Regions from separate parts of the Rattus norvegicus genome. Here region 2 is linked to region 1. Evidence: chromatin contacts called from public Hi-C data. All regions are on one chromosome and are shown on one strand. Each heading gives the region's core, a stretch centred on a gene start, on an enhancer-like site or on the middle of the called end of the contact. The rest is flanking DNA. Distances are from core to core; before and after follow the strand shown. Region 1 has its middle 74 kb from the start of Skor1. Region 2 has its middle 24 kb from the start of Skor1.

What was found. A called contact is a pair of places that touch in the nucleus more often than the background predicts.
Region 2: a Hi-C map of Schwann cells shows a contact between it and region 1, with 2.2 times the contacts expected there. The contact joins two enhancer-like sites. A contact is called at or near these places in 5 of 12 Hi-C or Micro-C datasets (the A7r5 cell line, Schwann cells, frontal cortex and 2 more).

Annotation. Positions count from the first base shown.
Region 1 is chr8:72,427,303-72,431,815 of GRCr8, reverse strand. No RefSeq gene overlaps it. Among named protein-coding and RNA genes, the nearest start is that of Skor1, 74 kb to the left of the region's middle. Within about 2 kb of position 2,140, at least 12 of the 93 cell types and tissues checked have an H3K27ac peak or open chromatin away from gene starts, as enhancers often do.
Region 2 is chr8:72,476,593-72,481,447 of GRCr8, reverse strand. No RefSeq gene overlaps it. Among named protein-coding and RNA genes, the nearest start is that of Skor1, 24 kb to the left of the region's middle. Within about 2 kb of position 2,132, at least 24 of the 93 cell types and tissues checked have an H3K27ac peak or open chromatin away from gene starts, as enhancers often do.

The DNA.
Region 1 (4,513 bases), core at 891-3,390:
TAAAAAACATTTTCATAGCTGGGCAGTAGTGGTACATGCCTTTAGCCCAAGCACTTGGGAGGCAGAGGCAGGTAGAAACCCTGATTCAAACAAACAAAAAACTCAAATATCATTTTTTTAAATTAAAAATAAAAAACATTTTCACATGAGCGCCAAGGGCGAAGCTGAAGCCCTTGACACAACAAGCAGTTCACTGAGGGAGCTCTCCTGTGCTGATGTGTTATGTCAGTAACAATGTGTTAATATTCATCCTATGTAACTCAGTGTTCAAGACATAGAGTTACAAAATCATAGGAGTATGAACAAGTTCTTCAAAGCAGGAGATAAATTGTAATATTTTGATAAAATTGGATGAACATTTCCAGGATACAGACTAGAATCTACATTGTCACTGACCTTGGAGAACATATTGCTTGTCAAGTTAGGTAAACAACCCAGGAAGTGTCCCCAAGAATCTATAAAAAGTATAAAAAATCTCCCCCTTTCTGGCTCCCTATCTGTGTGAAGCCAGATTTCTTCCTTTACCTCAACCGGAACAGCACATTGCAGCAGAATGGAGCAGATGTAGACTGCAGAGTCCACTTGCCTTCTGTGAAGCCACAGATTAAAACACACTTGCAACAATGTGGCCTTGCGCCGTCTTCGCACTGAGCTATGTTAACTTGTATTTAAAAAGACCTGATTTAGGTTGCAATGTAAAGAACTCATTTCTTATTTTAATCACTGAATACATACACATTTTGAAATATATCTCTGCTTTCATTTCTAAAATTGCAAATGCTGATGGACAAAACCTTCCCAGACAGAGCACACTGAAATCTTTAGTAAGTTAGAAGAATCTGAAAAAAGGCCCCGCCCCAAATGTGGAGCAGGGCACAGTTCATGGCTTCCCGGGAGTCGGTTTTCTTTACTGTCATGGCTCTTGATAGGTGGACCATGCCCCAGTAGATGGCCCATACAAAAAAGTATACAGACAACACAAACTGAAATTCATAGGTTATATAATAATAATAATAATAATAATAATAAATTGCTTTTAAAAGATCCAAAACAAGTCCTGACAGGGACCAGAGAGTTGAATTAATGCATGAATGTACTTGCTGCTAAGCCTGGTGACCTGAGTTCCATTTTGGGAATCCACATGGTAGAAGAAAATTGACCTCTGACTTCTGACCTCTGACCTCCACATCACTCTATGGCATATGTGTTCACACACACACATAAACACAATCAATCAATCAATGAGTAAATAAGTAAATGATAAATACATAGACATATATGTACAAAACAGAGAAAGGGTCCTGAGGGAGGACCGGTTTGAGAGTGGCTTTTCTCTTTTTTGTCAGTCAATGTAGTTAGCTCACTCTGGTGTGAGTACATCCCATAAACATTTCTGTATTGGACATTTAACCCCTTAATTCATATGTTTATGGCGTTTGAAGGAAGTAATTGGGATTAGATGAGGTCAGAAGGAAGGGTGGGACCCCATGCTGACTTTGTTAAAAAGGGAAGAGAAACCTGTCCCAGTTCACTTGCCCCGTGCCACCATGTGGGCCTTCCTCTATGTTATAGCATAGCACAGGCTTCCCAAAGCCAAGAAGATGGTTTTGGATTGCTCGATCCTCAGAACGCTGAGCCAAATACACCTCTACTCTTCACAGATTACCCAGTTTGGGTAGTTGTCATAGCAACTGGAAGCAGAGGGAGGAGGTGTGGTTCTAACTTACTCTCTTTAGCTATTGAACATTTTAGCAAACTGTACCTAACCAGGCCGGGCGTCCTCAGGAATGCCTGGGTTTTGTCCCCCACGCTGCATAGTTGAGGCCTGGTGGAGCACACTATAATCCCAGCACTCAGGACACGGAGACTGGAAAATGAACAGTGTAAAGCCTGAGATATATCACCCCGTCTCCAACTACAGCAGCTGGCCACACCCTGTCAATGAACAGTCAGTTTTGCTACAATGTTTTAACTACTGTTTATAGTGGGCAGCCAAATCTTTTCAATCATTTCTGGAGGACAAACTGCTAGAGGAATAACTCCTGAGTCAAAGGCTATCTACAGGTAAAGACATTGCAATAGGCACTTGCAAATGTATTCTTCTTTTTAAAAGTTTATTTTAAAATTTTCTGCATGTGCGTACGTCTGTACATGTGGACATACATGGTGAGTTCAGGTAGCAGAGTCCAGATGGATCCCTTGGCACTGAGATACAGGGGGCTGTGAACCACCAGTATGGCTACTGGGAACCTGACCCAGGTCCTCTGGAAGAGCAGCAGCCTCACCTCACAAAGCATTAGAATGGGTTTTAGCAAATCTAAGTGTGGGCTGAAACTGTGGGAGAGTCTGCTAGAGATCTACATAAACAGAGGGCTAAGAGCTAAGTGCTGGCTTAGTTCCCTGCTTCCCAGCAACCAAGTTGAAAAGACCCTTGGTGATTTCCATGTCTTTGCTTAGCTAATGGCAGGAAGTCGGTGAGGAGAACTCTTTATTCTTGACAATGCTTAACACCCTCCATATTTGCTCCAGAAGACTTTTTAAATTAAATTCTTTCTTTGATTTTATTTTTACTTTTAATTATGAGTACATCTGTGTGTGGGGTATGTGCGGGTGAGCTACACGCAGAGGCCAGAAGAGCGTCAGATCCCCTGGAGCTGGAGTTACAAGTGGTTATAAGCTGCCTGGCATGGGTGGATAGTGGGAACTGAACTCAAGTCCTCCAGAAGAGCGCACGCACTCTATTATTATTATTATTATTATTATTATTATTATTATTATTATTATTATTTTATTTATATGAGTACACTGTCACTGTCTTCAGACATCAGAAGAGGGCATCAGATCCCATTACAGATGGTTGTGAGCCACCATGTGGTTGCTGGGAATTGAACTCAGGATCTCTGGAAGAGCAGTCAGTGCTCTTAACCGCTGAGTCATCTCTCCAGCCCCTTCATTCAATTTAAAATGTGTTTATTATTTTTATTGAGGAGTCGATACATATGCATGGCTCAAAACCTAAATACTGAGAATCAGCAATGCCGAGAGGGCATCAGGAACGTAGGATGCTTCTGTGCTTTGGAGAAGGTTGTTGGTTTGATGTCTTGGTGGATCAGCAGAGCACGGGGACCAAAAGCAAGGCTAGGCTGTTGCCTTCAGTGTTGCCACTCATCTCCACAAACCACTTCTTCCAGCTAAGCCTCACCTCCCCAAGATTTCACAGAACATTTCCACCACCTGGGAACCCATTCTTGTTCTAACTCATGAGCCTATGAGAGATGTTCCAGTTCCGCATTCAAACCACAAATGGTCATGGAAAGGGTTCATCGATGAAGACCACTTGGAACAGTGCAGGTACCTGTAGGTCCAAATTCCCATAGCTGTTGCAAATACGGTTTTAAGTTAGTTGGTGTTGTTACTGTTTAAAACATCTGAGAGAAATGATTTAAAATAAGATTTGTTTTGGCTCGGGCTGGAGAGATGGCTCAGTGGTTAAGAGCACTGACTGCTCTTCCAAAGGTGCTGAGTTCAAATCCCAGCAACCACATGTGGCCCACAACCCTTTGTAATGGGATCTGATGCCCTCTTCTGGTGTGTCTGAAGACAGCTACAGTGTACTCATATAAATAAAATAAATACATTTAAAAAAAAAGATTTGTTTGGCTCATGGCTTCGACTACTTTGGGGCAGAAGGTGAAGCAGAACATTCTGGTAGCTCAAGGTGGAACAAGACTGTGCATCTCATGATATCCAGGATACAGGAAAGATAGAAGAGGCCCAGGGCTCAGGGAGAAGATATATCCCTTGGAGACACCCCCCACAGTACCCTAGTTTCTCCAGCCAGGCCCCACGTTCTAATAGTCTATTCAGCTATACACTTCCCAGCTGGAGTCCTCGCTATGTAATAATACAGAATCTCCTCCTAGGTAATCCCTTCTCAGTAGCACCCCCAGCTGGAACCAAGTCTTCATTCACCACAGGGACATGACAGATTGAAGCCATGCTATCCCATTGCCAGTGAGGATGATGGGTGTACAGCAGAAGCACGTGGTCTGACTTCCAGACGCCCAGCATATGCCAGGAACACATCCTACACTCGAGTCCTCGAAATGTCTGGGGTAGCTGCTGAGCCAGCCCAGAAGGCTGAGGCCTGCACGCAGATGACACGAGTTGGCCTGTGGGATGATTTTTGTCAATGGAATGAGGGAGGGTGATGACAGATTAGTAATAAAAGTCAAACCATTTTTATCTACTGAGTAGAGCCTTCAGCATCCATCATTAGGGCTCACACTCATCCTGAGCCCCAAGACTTGCCTAACACTAAATGACTCCAATAGGTAGTGTCTTGAATTCTTTTTACTCCTTACATTTTATTTAGTGTGCGTGTGTGTGTGTGTGTGTGTGTGTGTTGCACACCTGTATCATGGCATTGGTGTGGATGTAAGAGGATAACTTGCACGAGTTCTCTCCTTCCATTCTGTGAGTTCTAGGGGTGATCTTTGGTTGTTAGGCTTGG
Region 2 (4,855 bases), core at 883-3,382, 50 kb before region 1:
CCACCCCCATTTATATTTTTTGATACAGTTTCATGTGTCCTAGGCTGGCCTCGACCTCACTGTGTAATTGAAGATGCCTGATCCCCCTTCTTCTGTCTCTGAGTCCAGGAGTGCAGCACCACTGGGGGTTTTATGCATTGCTGGAGATCAAACACAGGGCCTGGATAACCAACGGAACTACACCCCCAAAATCCCTTCTGGGATTTTGATAGGCAACAGGTCTACTTGGAGTCCCTCTGAGGAGATCATGAAAGGTCAGCTCTCCTCACTGGCAGGATGATGGGCCAGAAGTTGGATACAGCAGGGTAGGCTGTGCTTGAAAACACATCAGTTAAGAGGGCCTTCAGAGGCCCAGGGGAAAGCTGTGGAACCAGTCAAAGGGGCTGTGCCGTAACCAGTGGAGTTGTGGGAAATAGTAGGGAAGATTATTAAAGATGTAACAGCTGGATGACTGGGGGAGGGCATCCGGGAGGACGTCCCTCTTTGAACAATCCCCCCACCTCCAGCAATCCAGCTATGCATGATTGCATAGCTCTACGCAACCTCATGCAACCCCAGCCTAGACTCAGCATGTCAGTCTGGAATCTCCCTCATGCCTAACAATAGGGCCCAGCATCCCTTTCTTCTCTTCCTTTAACGTTTTTTAAAAAGTAGGTAGCGGGGTGTGTGTGTGTGTGTGTGTGTGTGTGTGTGTGTGTGCGCGCGCACTAAGTACTCTTAACCCCTAAACCATCTCCACAGCTCCTCTTCCTTCCTCTCACAAAGGACAATATCGCTTTGCTGTTTACAGTGCTGGCAAAGGCAGCCCGAGCAGACAACACTCTCACTGCTAAATTTGGGTTCCGGGAGAAAGCTAAGGAACCGGCCACATTGATGTGCATGTTCCGCGAAAAGGCCATCATCTCCACACTTCCTTCCTTCCTGCTTCTATGGTGCTCTGGTGACTCTCTTTACCGGCCTAACTAACACTCCCGCCCTCCTCCCTTTTGTTTTAGACATTACTCATTAACAACTGTTCTCCTTATTGCAATAGCCTGAGTCAAATCTTAAGCCTCGGATGCTTACTCTTCATAGTTTCTAGAGGTCCTTGTAAATGTCAGTTGAATGAGGAATTTGCCTGGAGTCCCAGGTTCCAGTCCTGGCTCATTTGTGTCTGGCTTCCCCTTCTAGCAAGTTCCAGTTCTGGTCTGAGGGGAGGTGGCGCCCAGCGAACAGCTGTACCTTTCCCATGCTGCCACCAGAGGGCGACGGCTCCGCGCAGGAGGCCCCTCGCTGTTCCCGCAGGCATTGGCCGCCTACAAGCGAGCTCGCCCTGGGTGCGACGCCCTAGAGGCGCCTCCTGCAGCTCTGCACGCTGCCAGCCGGGCTCTCCAGAGGCCCTTAAGTGGGTGGGAACAGCCTTCCAAGGCCAACCTCCTGCTTCTGCGGCTAGCACTGGTCGGTGACATCTCCCCTTCTCTGGCCTCTCTTATCTAGGTGGAACAGACTTCGAAGGGTCCCGATTCAGCGGGAAATGGGGATGGGGAGTGGAGGTACCCAGGAACTTCGGAACTACTAGCAGTCGTACAAATGGACCAGCCGGCCTAAAGATGGGGACCAGGGAACATGAAGGAAAAATGTTAACCTTTGACGGCCTGAACCGTGGGTCAGAACTGAAACGGGGGTTTTCGCATCCCAACTCCCAGCTGTTGGGCTGGAACGGTCTGGATCAGAAATGGTTTCCTACTAGGGAGTGGGGAGAACAACAAAAACAAAAACAAAACAAAACAGACAGCCACTGCAAGAAAAGCCCCACACCGAATGTACTCTCTTAAAGGACTCCGGCTGGGGAGCTCATTGACTTGGTCCTGAGGAGGGTGGCATTTGCTTGAAAGTGCCTCTGTCCCCAGACACATTTGGAAACGTTAAGCAGAGAGCTCGACTTCAGAGTCAGCTCTGGCAATTGGATTAACCTTGCGGGGAAAGGCTTCATTTTCTGTGTGTGGTTCAAATTCTTCAGCATTAACATCTGTAATACCAGAAAGCAACCATTCACTTCAGCTGGCAAAAACGATACCAAAAAACAAAAACAAAAACAAAAACAAACAAAAACAAAAAACAAAAAAACCCCCGCAAAATAACAAAACAGGAAAGGAAGGGCAAAAATCTAAAAACAACACTAACAAAAAACAGTAACTTAAAGCCAACCAGCAAAGCTAAGCACGGTGGCACATGTCTATAATCCCAACTCTGGAGGCAGAGGCCTGGGGATCTCTGAGTTTGAGGCCAGCCAGGGGTACACAGAGAAACAACAAACAAACAAAAAGACACAAAACTATCAAAAATCTCCCCAAACCCAAATGAGACCAAAAAAATCACCTCCTTCAAGAATTAGGAACCAAGACAGGGAGAGGTGGCTCTGTAGCTAAGAGCACTGGCTGCTCTTGCAGAGGACCTACGCTGGATTCCCAGCATCCACGGAGCAATTCACAACTTCAGCTCCAGGGGTTCCTACGTCCTCTTCTGCTTCTGGCCTCACCAAGCAACTGCATGCTCGTCATTCAAGGGCAAAACACTCATCCACACACATTTTAAAAAAATGTTTTAATGCTTTTAAGGAATGGGAAGCTGGGCAGTGGTGGCACACTCCTTTAATTCCAGCTCTTGGGAGGCAGAGGCAGGTGGATTTCTGTGAGTTTGGAGTTTGAAGCCAGCCTGTTCTACAGAGTGAGTTCCAGGACAGCCAAGAGTACACAGAGAAGTCCTGCCTCAAACTCCCCCACCACCCAAAAAAGAAGAAGAAAAGAAAAAAGAAAGGCAGAATGGGAGACTGCACAAGAGGATAAAGAAAATGTTCCCACATGCCTCGCACCACAGACATTGGCGCTGTTTTTTCTCTAAAAAATGAGGATAACGGTGTGAACAGTATGGGAATGTCCTGAGGACTCAGGGAACGTAAGTAACATTCCACAAGTGTTAGCTAATTTTATATGGAAAGAAACCAGCCCCAAACTGTACGGATCCGCCACTTATGCAACTTTCCAGTCAATTGTTCTTCCAAAATGATAGTTTTACTGATTGCACGGTATTTCATCCCATTTTAGTACAATTTATTTAAGTTAGCCCCTGCTGTGGAGCCTTTAAATTGTTTCCAGTTTTTGCTGTTAAAATAACAGCAAGATTAACATCTTTAAACATCTACCCTTGTCAGCATTTCTGATTATTTCCTTAGGCAGATATTTTAGAGGTAGGATTACTAGGACAAAGGGCACAAATATTTTTCAGGCTTTTGAGTCAGGTTACAGAATTGCTTCCCAGAGAGATCCTGCCAATTCCCCCTCCCACCTGCAGTGTGAGAGAGTGCCCGCCTCACAGCACACAAAGGAGGAATCTTTGGGGGAGGGGTGGGATCTGAGGATGCTGCCTACTCTTCCGATAGTGTGCAGTTTTGGAGAGAGGGGGCCTGTGGGAAGAATAAAGGAGACTGTAAGGACTTATGGAGTGTGATGAGGTTCTTGTTTGTTTTGGTAGCCTAAAAAATATTATTTATGTATCTGTGTGTGCGCCTGCGTGAGTTTCTGTGCACGACCTGCTTGTAGGAGCTGTGCAGGCCAGGAGAGGGTGTCTGATCCTTCGGAACTGGAGTTACAGGCAATCGTTAGACATCTTGTGGGTGCTGGGCCCTGAACTTAGGTCCTCAGCAGGATCGATACATGTTCATAACCAGAAAGACATCTCTCCTGCCCCAAGGTACAAGAAGGAACTTTCCTTCCCTGTCTCTGTGCGTGCATTGTGTGCGTGCACGTGCATTGTGTGTGTGTCATCTGTCACTGCTTTTGAGACGGTGTCTCACTATGCTACTCCGGCTGGCCTGGAAGCCACAGAGACCCACCTGCCTCCAGAGCGCTGGGATTAAATGACTGCACCTGGCAGGAGTGTGATGGTTTTAATTGTTGACACAAGCTAGAATCATAGGAGTCTCAGTGAGGGACTGTCTAGATCGGTTTGGCCTATGGGCATGTCTACAGAGTGGCGGTTCTCAACCTTGGGTGGCAACCCCTTGGCAAACCTCTACCGCCCAAAATATTTGCATTACAATTTATTACAGTAGCAAAATTACGCTTGTGAAGTATCAATAAAAATAATTTTATGTTTGGGGGGCTCACCACACCATGAAGAACTGTATTGAGGGATCACAGCATGAGGAAGGTTGAGAACCATTGCTGTAGGCTTTGAGTTGGACTGCCTTTCACGAATGGAAAGATCCAGCCTGTGAGTGGGAGCCAGGATCCGCCATTTTGGGTTCTGGGATGCTAGGAATAGAGGAAGCTAGCAGCCGCCTTCAGTAAGCACCTCCATTGTGATTCCTCTCTAGTGAGGATGTGAATGGAAGCTCTGTGGTCCCACATCACCTCCCCTGGGGCTGCACCCTGGGTTTTCGAACTGAAAGAAGCCCATTCCCTCCGAGCTGCTTTTTTTCAGGGTATTTGTCACAACCACGGAACTGAACTAGACACCAGTTTGCTTTGGGCTTAAGGAGGAGAGCATGTATTCCCAGGCTGCTGGAAAGAGGTGTGCGTAGGCTTTAGTCAGGGCAGGTTAGCAGGTGGTACTCAAGAGGCCGGTCCCTCTGTTTAGAGGTAGAAGATGAGGCAAGAGCTTGAGAGGCCAAGGAGCAAGCCTTTTACCTGATAATAGAAGAGACCACAGTCCATTGAAGCCGATGACCTTCAGACTTGGAGTTAGCATTCTGTGAGGTGAAAGACAGGCTTTCTCTTCAGTAAGCAAACACCTAAGGCATACGAACATCGGCCAACTCTTGCAAAACATGTGGTAAGCAGTCAGAAATACTGGGGGTGGGACAGTTTGTTGTAGA